Regions from separate parts of the Bos taurus genome. Here region 1 is linked to region 2. A link is a contact called in public Hi-C data. All regions are on one chromosome and are shown on one strand. The core of a region is the stretch at or near the end of the contact, and the rest is flanking DNA. Distances in the headings are between cores, read along the strand shown.

Region 1 (3,008 bases), core at 185-2,684, 86 kb before region 2:
GGAATCTGTAAATGTTTTGTTATTAATTTTTTATTTTGATAAGAAATTTTCAATTTAATAATGCTGAAGATAGTTATTTTGAGTAGAATTGAGCAATGTTAATTTAAAAATCTTATGTGTATATTTTAAACGAATATCTAAGTTTATATTCAAATTTAGTTTGTTATTTTTTTCTTAACTTAATAAAAGATAATGAAAGGGGACTTCCTGGTGGTCCAGTGGTTAAGACTCCGTGCTGCTAATGCAGGGGGCACAGGTTTGATTTCTGGTCGGGGAATTATGCTCCCATATGCAGTGCGGCATGGCCAAAGGATAAAAAAAAAAGAAGAAAAGTTATTTGAATAATTACAAGTTTGTTGGTAGATACTATCAAAGAAAATTTCTGTATTCATATAAGCAGAATTTTTTAAAATGAAAACTTAATATTTAAAAGATACTCCCTTTGCTGCTTATAAACTCATCTGCATGAGGGTGGACAGCAGCCATGGAAGCTTTGCTTTTACTTTTAAAAAGCACTGGTGCATCTATGGATTTAAATACATTGAAAGCAATACCAGACTATGCAAACAGACTGAAGGAAAAGAGAGGTCGAAATTAGTTCTTTCAAATACATCTTCTCATCATTCCTAATGTACACTTTTCTTCTAATTATTCTTTACTTCGAATAAAGTATGAACAATGCATACATGACAATGCTTCCTAACAAGTGAACCTTAGAGAAGATTTTCAGGAAATAAAATATCCTTTACAATGTACCATTTGTTAAAACAACATAATGAACAATAAGACATGCAAGCATAACTGGCTATATATTTAACATATTTAATTTTAAATATCAGAATTAATATATTACATAAAACCACTCATACCTAAAAAGGCATAATTGTTTGTCACAATTATTTGGATATACTTCTAAGATTAAGTTCAGGAAAGCAAGGTTTGGAATGTGAAGAGTTAAAAACGCAGAGCAACAGTAACCCCATTTAGATAAGGGAATAGAGGGGTGGGGCAAAGGGAACAATGCACTAAAGTGCTTTTCTTTCACAGATCTTGGTTCAAATTAAGGTTAAATTCCACAGGAGGATATGTTTTCCCCATACGGAGTCTTAAAGGACGTGCCTTTGTTTCCAACTTCCCAGAGAAGATGTATGTTAACACAAACAAAGCATTTCATAATAAATTTAACTTTTATAGAGTGACTAATGCCCTGTGGAGATAAGGTAGACTCTCAGTCACCTGTGTTTAATCCAGGCTGAAGAAATTACGCCAAGGGCACACTGAGAAAATTCTATTCCTTTGGAGAGAATGGCAGTAACTTGGTAGGGAGCAGAAAGGGTCTTGATTTTAAAAGTCTCATTGGAATGACTCTTCCTTCCTCACTGTGAACACAGTTTAGCATTTATGTACTTTGGAAGGACAAAGAGGTGAGGTAAGCCTGCCAAAATTTGAACCTGGATTTCTGGGAACCTGTTAGTAGGTCAGCTGTCATAAATGTAAGAGAAGCTGCAAAGGAGCGGCGGATCCTAGGTAGTTGGAAGTTGGACTACAGCTTTGTTAAAGCCTGCATACTTTTTCTTCTTCTAGATCTCCAGCTAGGTGACATAGTGTTTAAAACGCCACGGAGGACCACTATCATTCAATCAAACCAGCCTTTGGTGAAGAGCTGGGGAAGAGCTGGAACAACAAAGAAACAAACAACTCTTTCTGCTGGAAATATTTATACTTAGCAGATAGAAAGAGGTTTTTCAAACATTAATTGGGGTCTTATTGACAATAATTTAGCAATCTATTTCTTCCAAGAAAGACAAACTATTTTTGTAAATAGTGCTTTTCTTTCATCTCCCATTTTCTTTCATCTGCACATTATTCTTTATTGACTAGATGCCTAATTCTTATCATTCTTGAAAATATCTCTGAATTTGTGTCTAGATAATTCCCTCATTGATATACCATCCCTTTCCCATGTGATTTCAATACTGACTTCAATCGAGGATGTAAAAATTAGTTCTATGGCATGTAAAAAAATTCCATTTTTCAGAGAGAGACGTGTCAAATATCATACTGTATACATTTATTTTTTATATTTATGAATTCATCCTTGATGAGAGGTTTAGGAAATCTATAGAAAATTTAAATAAAATGGAGTAACATTTTCCTCTAACATTAATCAAAAAAGGAGACATTCACATAGAAAAAATTTCATTTTAAGTTGCTTTATGAGAACCTTGGAAACATCTCTTTAGTTTATCAATCTGCAGGTCACTAATATAGATTCCAGACCAAGTTCTTATCATCATCTCTGATCATAGTTTCTTTATAGTGCTCAATTTCCTTCTTGTGCTCTAAATTAAATTTAAAAAATAAACTTCTTTAATCTTTGTATGTTAGCCAGTGACTAACAGAAGAAAAGTTTTCTGGTCTTAGAGTATTGGACAAGAGTAAAGAGGTTTATCTTCTCAGGCTAAGTAATACCAAATCCAAATTTCAGAAATCAATTAAATTCAGAAAGGAATATTCAGAAAGGAATACCACAAGGGGGCAGGTGAATCCAGGCTAGGTCCTAGGTGAGAGGGTCTCAGTTTTAGGAATTCTGGTCAAAGGAGGGAGAGGATGAAATGAAAACCAGCAACAACTCTAAAGAGAATATTTCTCCAGGAACTTCAGCATTGTGTCTGTGTCGTCCAAGTAAAACTTTATTTAAAATGTATCCAGATACATTTTCTTATCATATACCAAGAAAATGAATTAAAGAAACCAAACCAATGTAGTCACACACTGCAAGTGCCCGCTGTATACACAGAGGCCAATAGCATGCTTTTATCAAGAAGAGAAAAGTTATACACAAACTGAGAAGAAATCCAAAATTTACTACAGAGCAATTAGGGTATTCTTTGAAAATAAACTACAACCAGAGAAAATCTATCAAATTATTAAAAAGATATGAAAAGAAACTTTTGCCTCAAAGTCATCTGAATGATCAACAATTTCATAACAGAGGCATAAACTTT
Region 2 (3,421 bases), core at 339-2,838:
TAGGGTGTGTTTTGTGTCTGTTCATTACCTTATATGACAAACAGCCTCTAACTGCTCAGATGCACCTTGCTTCTTCTCTGAGTGCAATTTCAAGGGCATGGAATTATATTGAGGCTTCCCTGGTGGCACAGACAGTAAAGCGTCTGCCTGCAACGTGGGAAACCCGGGTTCAATTTCTGGGTTGGGAAGATCCTCTGGAGAAGGAATGGCAATCCACTCCTGTATTCTTGCCTGGAAAATCCCACGGATGGAGGAGCCTCGTAGGCTACAGTCCATGTGGTAGCAAAGAGTCAGACACAACTGAGTGACTCCACTTTCTTTTCAAATCTGGGAAATAAAGTTCTAGAACTCACATTTTATTTATTTCCTTGGGCCAGATATTCCATTTATGAAGTTTTTTGTTTCGTTCTGTTTTCTACCAGAGATTTTGACTAAGTTCAAAGGTATGCTAGTCTGGTCTAAAAGATGAGAATTTTCTTGGACTTACTTTGGGATCATCTCATTTAGAATCAAACTGTCTGTGCTTCCTATCTTCACCTCAAATTCTATTCAAGGCTCTGCTATCTGCTCAATCCACAACTGCTCCAACGATGGTATTGCTCATTTTTCAATCTCTATGTTTTATTATCTAATAGAAGCCAAGTCTTTCTGAAAATGCTTTCTATAAAAATACACTTCGGCTCTTCTGCTTCATCAAAAGTATTTCTTGACACTTCTTAATCTCCTCTGGGAGCTTCTTTTTCTTTACCCAACTTTTAACTGTTGGTGTCTTCTCACTTCTAGTCACTCTCCCTTGATTTTAGCTCAGTCCCATGGTGTCACTCAATCATTTATTTTGCTAATGACTCCTAACTCAGAAGTCTTTCTCTCCAACTCAGATTTCTATCCTGAGCAGCAGATCTACACAACCACCTAGCAGACATCTTCACTTGGCCATCCTACAAATATCTACAACTCAGTATATCTAAAAACTAAACTCATGATCTCATTTTCTATTCCTCTACAAATCAGCCCTTTCTTTCCCTCTCCTCTCACTGGGTACTGCTTCTACTCAGTGCTCATGCTCAAAACCTATGCATCATCCTTGACATCTATTTCTCACACACAATCTAATCAATCCTTTTGACTTAAACTTAAATGTCCCTTGTATCTTTCCAGTATTTCTTTCTAGCCCCATTACCATTATCACAATTTAGCGTGTCTGCCATTATTTTCTTTAGTGGATTACTGCAGTAGTCTTCACTTGTTCTTTGCCTTGAGTGAGTTTTCTAAAGCACAAATGTGAATGTACGACTACTTGGATTAAAACTCTTCAATGACTCCTCACTGCTCTGAGGGTAAAGTCCAAATTCCTTAAGCATCATTTACAAAGCTCCTCATGCCTCTCTTTCTAGCTCATTTCTCATTATTCACCTATTTAATCTCTATACTCCAGGCCAGAATGAACAACTTTCATATCTCCCAGAACACTGACCTTATTCTCTGTTACTTATCTAGCCCCTACTCATCCTTTAGATCTCAGCATGGATATGAGTTTCTCTAAGAAATCTGACCTGTTGTCCAGATTAGCTGATCCTCTCACGTGCTCCTATAGTACTCTGACCTTTCAACTGGATAGTTGTGAAGCAATTTTTTTCCCCACCATTTGATCTCTAGTGCCCAGAAAAGGATTTAATAAATATTTGTGGAACTGACGGCCTGCTTCATGTGGTTCTTAATTTTTTTTTTAATGTTTTAATGGCTGACTCGAATCTCTGTGATTGGTGTGTGCTCTGCAGAATCTAAGTTATGGATATGTACTGGTCTATAGTTAACCAATGTGGCTTCCAGGTTGATTGCTTTGTGAACACTAACAATAAGAAAAAGCCTAAGATTTAAAAAGAAAATGAAAGAAAGAAAAGCAAGCAAAAATAGCTCCAATGACTTACTCTCCTCCGGAGGGGGATTTCACCTGACTCTCATCTACTACGGTACCACTGTGGATTTCAGCAGTTTTCCTGGAATACCAGATACAGTGCTACTGGACTCCCCTCTGGTGGATGAGTGAATATTTGCTCGTAATGAAATAATGTCTGAAAGGAGTCGTTCATTTAATAAATATTTATTGAGCAACTAAACATATAGAGTACCGAGTATACATTAAAAGCTTGGGGATATAATAGTAACCAAAGCAGATAAAAATGTCTGATCATACAGAGATTTTGCTCACTACCTTTATCTTTAGTATTGAATGTTGCTTAAGGCCTGCTTCTAATCTGAATCATTCTGCATTTTCTTGCATCTTAATGGCCTTGCATCCTAGATGAGGGATTATAAGGCAGATGCATAGAAAAGGAAGGAGGGCTGTAACACAATTCTTCTGGTGGGTAATCATTTTGTCTCCCTTACTTTCTTTTATATCTTTAATTTTGAAATCAATTTTACCATAATATAGCATAATCAACAAATGCTAGCTTGTGAAATTTAAAACAGTTCCCTTTATAATGAATAGAGTTATAAGAAAATATCTTTTTTCATAATTTTGCTGATGATTTTGGCTATGGTAACTGTAGAGAAATGTTACTCATATACAGGGCTTCCCAGGTGGCGCAGTGGTCAAGAATATGCCCGGGAATGCAGGAAACACAAAAGATGTGGGTTCTATCCCTGGGTTGGGAAGATTCCCTGGAGTAGGAAATGGCAACCCACTCCAGTATTTCTGTCTGGGAAATTCCATGGACAGAGGACCTGGTGGGCATGGTCACAAAGAGTCGGACACGACTAGGTATGTGCATACTACACAGACTCACATACACCAGAATGATTCCCTTAATGTTATTAAATTACACATATGCTCTATTTAACTTATTTAAAAGGAAATCAATGTGGTAATTATTGTTATATTTTTAGCAGTTTCTCTGTACAATATGTGAAAATTGAAGACATGAATAAAATCAGTCCAAGCTATTATCAGACTGCTTTATCTACATGTTTTAGGGATTAGAGAGATAAACGTAAGGTTATTGTTCTTTGAGAGTTAAAGAACTCAGTAAAGCACTCATTCAGGTTTCTTCAGAAGGGAATATGTGATTTATCAGCAGTCCGATAAACACTAAACGTGCCTTATATCACATTTACAGGCATCAGAATTCTTTAAAAAAAAATGTAGCTAATAATCAGGTTGAATGTCATTTACTTTTGTTTTGGTCTCCAGGAAATATTGTTTACTTTGCTTTAAAATTTATGTGAGTCATTTTGGTTATATGCCTTTTTTAATTAGCTTGAAGGAAGCAATCACTGGGGAGAAAGCAGAAATCAATTCTGATCCGATATTGATAGCTACTGTGCTGTAAACTGTGTGTCCTTTCTAATTAAATGTAAACATGTTCAGTTCTAAAGTCCAGCGGCAATGACAACAGTCACTAGGAAAGATTGCCTAAGT

Evidence for each region. A called contact is a pair of places that touch in the nucleus more often than the background predicts.
Region 1: a Hi-C map of liver shows a contact between it and region 2, with 2.6 times the contacts expected there. The contact joins two enhancer-like sites. A contact is called at or near these places in 2 of 11 Hi-C or Micro-C datasets (liver and skeletal muscle).

Annotation. Positions count from the first base shown.
Region 1 is chr21:47,751,622-47,754,629 of ARS-UCD2.0, reverse strand. No RefSeq gene overlaps it. Among named protein-coding and RNA genes, the nearest start is that of FOXA1, 30 kb to the left of the region's middle. Within about 2 kb of position 1,434, at least 7 of the 102 cell types and tissues checked have an H3K27ac peak or open chromatin away from gene starts, as enhancers often do. A contact at or near this core is called in liver, where this site is marked.
Region 2 is chr21:47,665,793-47,669,213 of ARS-UCD2.0, reverse strand. The region is part of intron 11 of MIPOL1 (mirror-image polydactyly 1); the gene reads right to left. Among named protein-coding and RNA genes, the nearest start is that of FOXA1, 120 kb to the left of the region's middle. Within about 2 kb of position 1,588, at least 1 of the 102 cell types and tissues checked has an H3K27ac peak or open chromatin away from gene starts, as enhancers often do. A contact at or near this core is called in liver, where this site is marked.